2 separate regions of the Gasterosteus aculeatus genome follow, and region 1 is linked to region 2. The links are chromatin contacts, called in public Hi-C maps. All regions are on one chromosome and are shown on one strand. Each heading gives the region's core, a stretch centred on a gene start, on an enhancer-like site or on the middle of the called end of the contact. The rest is flanking DNA. Distances are from core to core; before and after follow the strand shown. Region 1 has its middle 16 kb from the start of LOC120820733. Region 2 overlaps LOC120820733 (E3 ubiquitin-protein ligase NEURL1).

Region 1 (4,132 bases), core at 1,569-4,068, 42 kb before region 2:
GGACTCCTGCTCAATGCTAGTCGCTACGGCTAATGGAAGGTCCGTCTTCCGAAGTTTCAGCCCAGTGCGATAAAAATGTTCTCATGTCAGCCACTTTGCATTTATTCCATTGAACAAATTCTCAGATTTTACTTTCAATGCGATTGAAAAGTCTGTGTATATGGCTGTGCTATTCCCTCATGCTCTCATGTTGGAGAATCCTAAATATTCTCAAACAGATTTACCAACCTAGTCATGTATTTGAACTACTTTTTTGCAACTTTCCCTTTGAGTAACCGGACACTGAATATGGATTTGTTTGCCGTATTATTTTGGAAGGGATCTCAATACAGCCGGTATAATCAAGATCAAATGGAACTACTGTTTAAATAAGGACCTGAAAAGCCTATTCAATACACAGTAAGTAATTCAACTCAAACAAATGATTCACCATACAGATTATGAAAACTATGATATGCAAATGAAATGCATCAAATACAATAGAAAGTGTAAAAAATATAAATAGAACGATTTTCTAGTCTGCTACTAAACGTGTCCCACAACATGTCATTAACGCATTCAAACAAAGTGCTATCTGCCCATCAAACTAACAAAGCCACACAAATACTGATGCTATAGCCTTTGGCAAATTGGGGTTAAGTGTCTTGCCAAAGGACACGCTGACACGGACAATCTGAGTCAGAGATGGAATCGCCGACCCTCTGATTGAACGACAACCCGCTCCACCACTGAGAGAGATTTACACATTAAATTGGTAGTATATGGAGTAGCCAACTTCGTGTGTTGTTAGAGTTGCCTAAAGTTCCTGACACGATCAGAGTTCACCATTAATTGGCGCAATGTCTCCTCAAAAACAAGCCGAGAACGGGCCATTGGCTTGGCTTCCGTAATTGGTGCTTGCACCTTTCTAGAGATCTGCTCATTAATACAAATCCATACTCCATAATGCACTTCTATTTGGGTCCCGAGCAATAGACTTACAATGACATAGTTTCATCCCCTTGCACATTCTCAAATGTATGCCTGATTATTGAATAGTTTGCTAATTGGACCAGGCTATTTCAGAGTTATTCATAAAAGTTGTATTGCGTGCTTGACTTAATTTTTGCTACAATAAAATATTTCTGGTCTTCTTTTTCTTCTTTTGTTCTTGTACTATAGTGAGCAATGCAAAAGTTTTACCCATCGTACGTTTCGGCGGTGTAACAGCTAATAGGGGTCTCCTTTACACACACAGAGCAGTGTGTAAAGCACCACTAATAAATATTTCCCCTTTCTTGTGTCCCCAGAATTACATTGACTAAATGCAATCTAATGACTGGTTGTTTTTACTCTGATAAAATCAAATCTGTTCATCACAGTTAGGCTGGTGGCAAATATTTCATAAATAGTTAAATAAAACCCAAACTGTTTGCATTGACTCCACTAGTTTTGTCTTCTGGATGAACCGCCAATATAACATGAATTAACAATGTCCCCAGGTAATGACGTCTTGAGGGAATAAATGAATCATATAAAGTATGTATGTACTGCATGTATTTATTTAGGTACGTATGTCCGTATATATTTATACATACATTGTCAACAATACTAACATGCACAACTCTCCATACTCAATATGGTATTGTTGGGCCGGGGGAAATTGTTCTTCTGTAGACTATGCCAGGAGTTGATATGAGAAGCCCGAAATAGTATAAGAAATAGAGGGAAAACTCATCTGCCAACAGATTGCAGGGCAGAGTGACATTTTGATATCTTTCCTGCAAGTTTGATGTTAATGATTTGGCTTTGGATGGGGGACCTTCATAGAGCCTGAGCCATATGAGTGCAATTTCCGTCCTGGGGATGAAAGCACATCGATTGCCCTCTGATGGTTTTTACGGGGGGGCTGCTTTCACCCGGACTGACATTATTGAACTGCGTTCACCATTAATGCGGTGTTGAATCTGTGTAACTATATCAACAGGAATCCAGCAAACACACAACATGCTACATGCTGGTGTTGTGTAGATACGATGTAGATGACTCTCAGGGACATAATTGACCAGAACTTCCTGTGATAAGTGGGGCAGGTTCCCTTTAAAGGAATTAGGGTTACCACGGGAACGGGGCGTACGTGGGGTTAAAGGTGAGGGGATGACGGTGTAAACGGATGAGCGTTTGGTGGTGTGACTAAAACGGACACAAGGTGTGTAGCCAGGGAAGTGAAAGTTTACAGACTCTGTTAATCCCTGCGCTTCTACACTCTGCTATTTCAAGTCATCATTGTTTTTAAGTCAACATGCAAATCTTAGGGTAAAGTGGGATAATTTCATCTTCTATAATGGGGGGGGGGGGGGGGGCAAACCTCATGTGGTCCAGTGAATTAAAATAGCAGGAACTGAGCAAGCCAACCACAAATGGTAGGCATAAAAAATGGGCTTTAGAGTCTCTGTAATTGATTAACATTGCAATTAGACTTTGCAATCGGCAAAACCGTCAAATTTGATCCCCGCTGGTGTGCAGTAGGAGTAGGGAGGCTGCTGTTGGAAGCCTCTCTGTCTTTTTGAATCCGTCTCCCAGTGTCTGCTTGGATTACGGAATCATCCACAGCTGCCGCTGCCGCCTGATGGGGTTTATGCTCGGGTTAAATGCTGAAATGTGCTCAAGTGATCCCTTTATAGGCCAAACTTTACTAAATTGACCTACAAAGACACAGAGGAATGCAACTATGAAGGAATGTGTCTCGACAAAAGCCTCACGTGAAGATATAATACACACTATCTCTTGTTTGCAATGATGCTAGTAACTTAACATATAGTATAATATAGTTAAGTGCAAATATTTATTTACTTTAGTTTGTATGCATGTAGATAATACAGTATGATGTAGTTCGAGGTAGTATTACATGCCTGTTCAAAAATACAGTGAAATAAAAAGTTGGAAGGACGTGATGGCTTTACAGTAATACAGTTGTTACTGAGCCATGACAGCTTTCAAGAGTTGTCTTCGTCAGAGAATATTTTCATGTAGCCAAGACAACGATGGCAAAATGTGAACTCGTACTTGTCTGTGCAAAAATCCCTTTGTAAAGCATGGCTAAATGTGCCTTCCTGCCGCTGAAAGCTGAACAAACACTCAATATATATTTAATCCATCTTGCTGCTTGGCTGCAGTTAACGGTTGAGTAATGACTGATGTCCTTATACTTTAAATAGAAAATTACCAGTTTGGCTACAATCTACACCAGTAATAGGAACACCTTGTGATATTTAGCACCCAATGCAAGACTGCAGAGGTTGCATATTTACCCGGAGGGCACACATTGACCTTTGCTCTTTTTACTTAATTTTCCGTCAAAATATAAATATGGAACATTGAAGACTCACCTTTGCACAGCAGAAGGTGCACTAAAGGGCAGGGGTGATTTTGGAAGTCAAATGTGTGTGCATTACTGTGGTATAAACATAAACCCATATGCATGTCAAGGAGTCTAATCATGTCCTTCATTACAATAAGTACGTAACGGTCAAACCGAGCTCTTTCTCCTGCATAATGACCAGGGAATCAGAAGCCAACTCTGCCCGAAAACAATGCAGCACATTATCCCCAATTCCGTTCCCCCGTTGTTGGCGGGAGTTCTGCTTGTCCCTTCCTCACCGCCACTAATAGTCTGGAGTTAAGGAAGCACCACGGATGGTTGTTCCGACCTAAACACGTTGCGCAAAAGCCAAAAACACCCACAGGAGCCTCTCATCTCATCCAATCCAATTTACTATCTGGTTCTTTAGCCTGCTCACTCATCTCTTTTTGTTTCTCTTTTTCTCTCACAACTAAGACCCACAATCCCTTCAGATCTCAAGAGGCTTAATCAGTGTCTGTGTCAGACTACTTCACCACAGCCTTTGGCCACAGCGGATATTATCCATCTTTTCCTTCTAACAAATCTGTCAATCCACTCAACGGGAAATGAAACTTCTCCTTTTGCAGAGAAGAAAACTGTTTTTCTGCAGCACCCTGCCGACAAAAAAAAAAAAGAGAGAGAGAAAGGAAGCAGAGCAACATGAATTCAACATTAAATACACAACGAAGATGGCTCGGAGGTGATGGGGAAAGTGGCACAGGCTCCGTGAAAAAGGAATATCAGAAATAA
Region 2 (4,071 bases), core at 439-2,938:
ATATCTTCCCACAAGCTCACAGACAATAACCTCCAGAATTACTGTTCTACACAAGCAAGCTTTACCATGCGATTTAGTGCACGTTAGATGTGCTTGTAGGCATATTTGGTCATTTTGGAATTAGGGTTGTAAATCATCTCAGAATTTCATTAAATTGATTTCTTTGTACAATCATGCAATGCAATTTTGATTTGATTGAATTTAGGGGCTTGCAATCGATACGAGACTACATCATACCGCCATTTAACACCAACAGTGATCTTTATATTGACTCAAAAAAAGCAACTAAAATATGATTTAACCATTATGACTTGCTTGACACAAATGTGCCTCTAGAAGGCAGAGGATGATTTTATTAACGTTTTCACTTGGCATTGACGATATTAGATCGTTGAATTTATATACTGGGGTGTACCTCTGCACACTTACTCTGGGCAGCGGCAGGTTAACCATTTTCAGTCTTTTTGATAATCTAACTGGATTTTAAAGTTGTATCAATCACGTTAACAAATTCTTTGCCAGAAATCGAATAAGCATATTTTACAAGATGTCAGACATTTTGTCAAACAACATATAGGATACTAAAGAATGCTGTTAAAAGGAATAAACCATGGCATTGGTTACCAATTTGTTGTTGAAAAATATTAAGGCTACTTAGACTACTTGTGCATATTTCAATCATATCTTGAATTTGTGTTGTAGTGAAGCAGACATGCGTGGTTTGTATATATGATCATAATTTTGACAGGCTGTTATTCCAAATGTGACCAAATGTGTTCTGTCCAAGCAGTAACGATACCAGCAACTGGGCATTGTGCATTTTGGAAAAAGAAAATCAGCTTATAACTTTGGGTTTCTTGGCTTGAAATTCATGTCAGTTGTTAAACATTTTTACAGTGGTTTAATTATGTTGAGTTTGATAAATAAAGTATATAGAGTCACCTGTTTTTTTTTTGTTATTGCCTTATTATTTTTATATATTTCGAGCTGTTGTTTACTCGCAAGAGAAAGCCTATCGCTTATTTCGGTCCATGCATTTTACTCAATTTGCAATAGAAAGTTAAAATTGACCATTTACATTTCACAGATATTCCTCATAAGGTTTTTTGCAAAGCAGGAAACAAGTCAATCTGGCACAAACGATAAAGACAGAGAGCATAGGTGCCATCGCGTTTCCCATAGCTTGCATTATACAAACGGTTGATGTATTGCCTCATTAATGAAAATTCAATGTAGACAAAAGTTCGAGAATAAAAGGGCGGCCATCTTTAACACAAGCACTCACCACATCAGTGTACTTTACGAACACCCCGCAAAATACTACAGGAATAACAAAGCCATGGGCTTTTAGTAAACAGCTATAACTCACAGAGCAACTGTTTAGAGTTGTGGTATGTAGACCTGGCCAGAGGGAACATCATCGGTTATTTACGAGCCTGCCGGCTCGGCTCTAATGCGCCGCTGTTTTATGCAGCACTCCAACAGGCACAAATACAACCCACGATGTCTGGACATGAAACAGGCAGCGGTGGCTGCCGTTCATGGCCAAGTGTTCTCAAAAGGTGCCGGGTTCGGTGACAGTGACATGAATGCAGTACATCTTACTGGTGTCTGTGTACAGAGACTTTCCACTCAGACCTCTCAGTGAACCTGGCTGCCGGCCTTCTGAAGGCTTAAGGGCTTGGCAGACTTGTTTGAGCTGCGTTGGGGTATCTCTCCTCGACAGCTGTTTGGTCAAACCCGCGCACGCGCGCGCTCTATTAAGGTATCAAATTTGTATTCCGAAAAGGCGCGAGGGCATTGATTTTCGGTGTAAAATCTTTTCCTCTGAGTTTTCTGCGGTATCAAGGGACAGACTGTGAGGAGAAGCGCAATTATAGTCAAAAATACAACTTCATGGTGCAAAATTGATCTCAAGTCGACATCATCTAATTAGGGTTAATTAACACAGAGTTAAGCTTACTGTGATGCATTGCTCAATCTGTAATGAGAGGCTGAGTGCTGCTGCCCTCCAGAGGCCAGAAGCAGCACCAGCACCTCACAGAGAAACCCGCAAGTCAGAACCACAAGCGATTATTTAACAATGACGATGGGCTGGAGAAATGTTCATAGTGATACTCACTGTTTTTTAGAGAAGAGTCCACATGATTCATTTTAAAAGTTTTGTGAAAAACAAAAATGTACCAACACCTTTAGGCCAAAGGATTGGAATAGAGCCGATGTTTTTGCAATACATTTAAATAGTGGTGCAAGCAACTTGATTTTATTACCATTGCTTGCGTGCATGCGTCACATTCAGATAGGACATGTTAACTGTCATTTATACGAGACACAGTCTCATTCTCAAGAGACATGAAGTAACATGGCAAACGACCGGGGACATTTGATGGCCACAAACCAACAGGACCCAGTTAATGTCAAACCCTCCCTTTGTAGTCAAACATTCAAACTTTTTACCAATTAAAATTGATCAATTTGTCAAAATCATTTTGACTCAAAATCTCCTTATTGCACTTTTTCCCCAGAGCTATAACACCCTTCTTATATTGTCTATGCTATTTGTAACTACTATTTCTAATGTCAAGAACCTTGCTTATTCGATACATTCATTCCTAGTTTTAAACAACTTGTGACGCATCACCTCCAAATTTTGAATTATAAACATTTTGCTTTTACCTTTTTGTTATTTCTAACTGCTGTGACTTATCATTTTGTAATAAGCACAAGTTCTACACTTGAGCTACAAGACAATACGGACACACAGCCAGCAGACCAACACGGTATAAAGATGATGACCAGGTATCCATCGCTTAGTTCTAAGCCAGTGAGTAGTACGAGCTCGTAACGGAGGAAACAGCCTGCAGGGTGGACATTTTTCACATTAAAATCCTGTAGGCCATAAATCTTATTATATTTCAGGCACCAAAGCTAATAGATCAAAAATGAGCAGTGTCTGACAGTGGAAAAACTGAAGGTGACAATATTATGGACTTCAACTCTGCGCTGAAAAACTTTTGCTTTGTAGGATAAATTAAGCAGCCCAGTGGGCACAGAATGAAAGCCATCCATAACAAGGTCACGTGTGCAGGTTCTCCTGAAGCAGGGGCGGCTAGATGAGGCCAATCAAAGTGAATTGCAACACTACGCGGCTCTGTGTTAAGGGGGGGGGGGTGGAAGATATGTCAGGCAACCAAGTGTGATCTAATCTAATTGCATAACAGCATCCAGCTGGTCAAACGATTCATCGGTGTTAAAATGTGCAGAGATGAGAGTTTATTCTGGATGTCGACACATTAGAATTTAAGATCTTCTCCTTGTTCCAATGCAGCAAAACTGAGAAAGTTAACATAACCAGCAATTATGGCCGGTGATGTTTTAATGTTCTCTTTTGTTCTAAGCCACAATAGACGATTACTCACATGACGACTTAAAATACCCCATCTGGGATCCATGTCAAATTAAATACTTTAGCTGGTATGCTACGGCACAGGCCTTCAGATCTCCTCTGTAAATTACTAAAGAAAATATCCCAAACCAAGAGTGAGAACATTTATATATTTTTGTTTCATGGTGGCGAAAACAGAGACACGCACACTTTTTTCTGATAATGTCTACTCTTCTCATGTAACAAACGTGCACGCAAATTTGTTCTATAGCTGCGCTTGTTCAGCAAACAATCAATCATTTGCTGTAAGGGGGGGGGGGGGATAAGCTCCTAACTTCGGGTTCCCGGTACAAAGAGTTAATTAACTGCTCAGCCGGAGGAGTTCTAGCAGTAAACTTACCTGTTGGGTCCAGACCATGACATGTCGGTTCCTGCCTTGTTCTTCGTTTCTGTTAACTACACGCGGTCAGCTCAATGACATGAAGGACTCAGAGCCAGTTCTCTGCTAATTGGCACCCAGCCAGCTGCTGTCAATCAAACCCGAAAATGCAATTTCAGAGAACGGGCATTTACAACATTTACGCCAAAGACCTCATTAATTATTAGCAATACATGCAGACTATTATTATGAATCCAGTAGGCCACAAGATAACTAAATATGATTTAAATTGGACTGTAGTACTTTA

The links. A called contact is a pair of places that touch in the nucleus more often than the background predicts.
Region 1: a Hi-C map of skeletal muscle shows a contact between it and region 2, with 2.2 times the contacts expected there. The contact joins two enhancer-like sites. A contact is called at or near these places in 3 of 6 Hi-C or Micro-C datasets (skeletal muscle and whole body).

The regions. Positions count from the first base shown.
Region 1 is chr6:13,866,742-13,870,873 of fGasAcu3.hap1.1, reverse strand. No RefSeq gene overlaps it. Among protein-coding and RNA genes, the nearest start is that of LOC120820733, 16 kb to the right of the region's middle. Within about 2 kb of position 2,818, at least 1 of the 9 cell types and tissues checked has open chromatin away from gene starts, as enhancers often do.
Region 2 is chr6:13,823,943-13,828,013 of fGasAcu3.hap1.1, reverse strand. It overlaps LOC120820733 (E3 ubiquitin-protein ligase NEURL1), which reads left to right. Exons shown (of 6, transcript XM_040178846.2): 6 at 1-939. Among protein-coding and RNA genes, the nearest start is that of LOC120820733, 27 kb to the left of the region's middle. Within about 2 kb of position 1,688, at least 2 of the 9 cell types and tissues checked have open chromatin away from gene starts, as enhancers often do.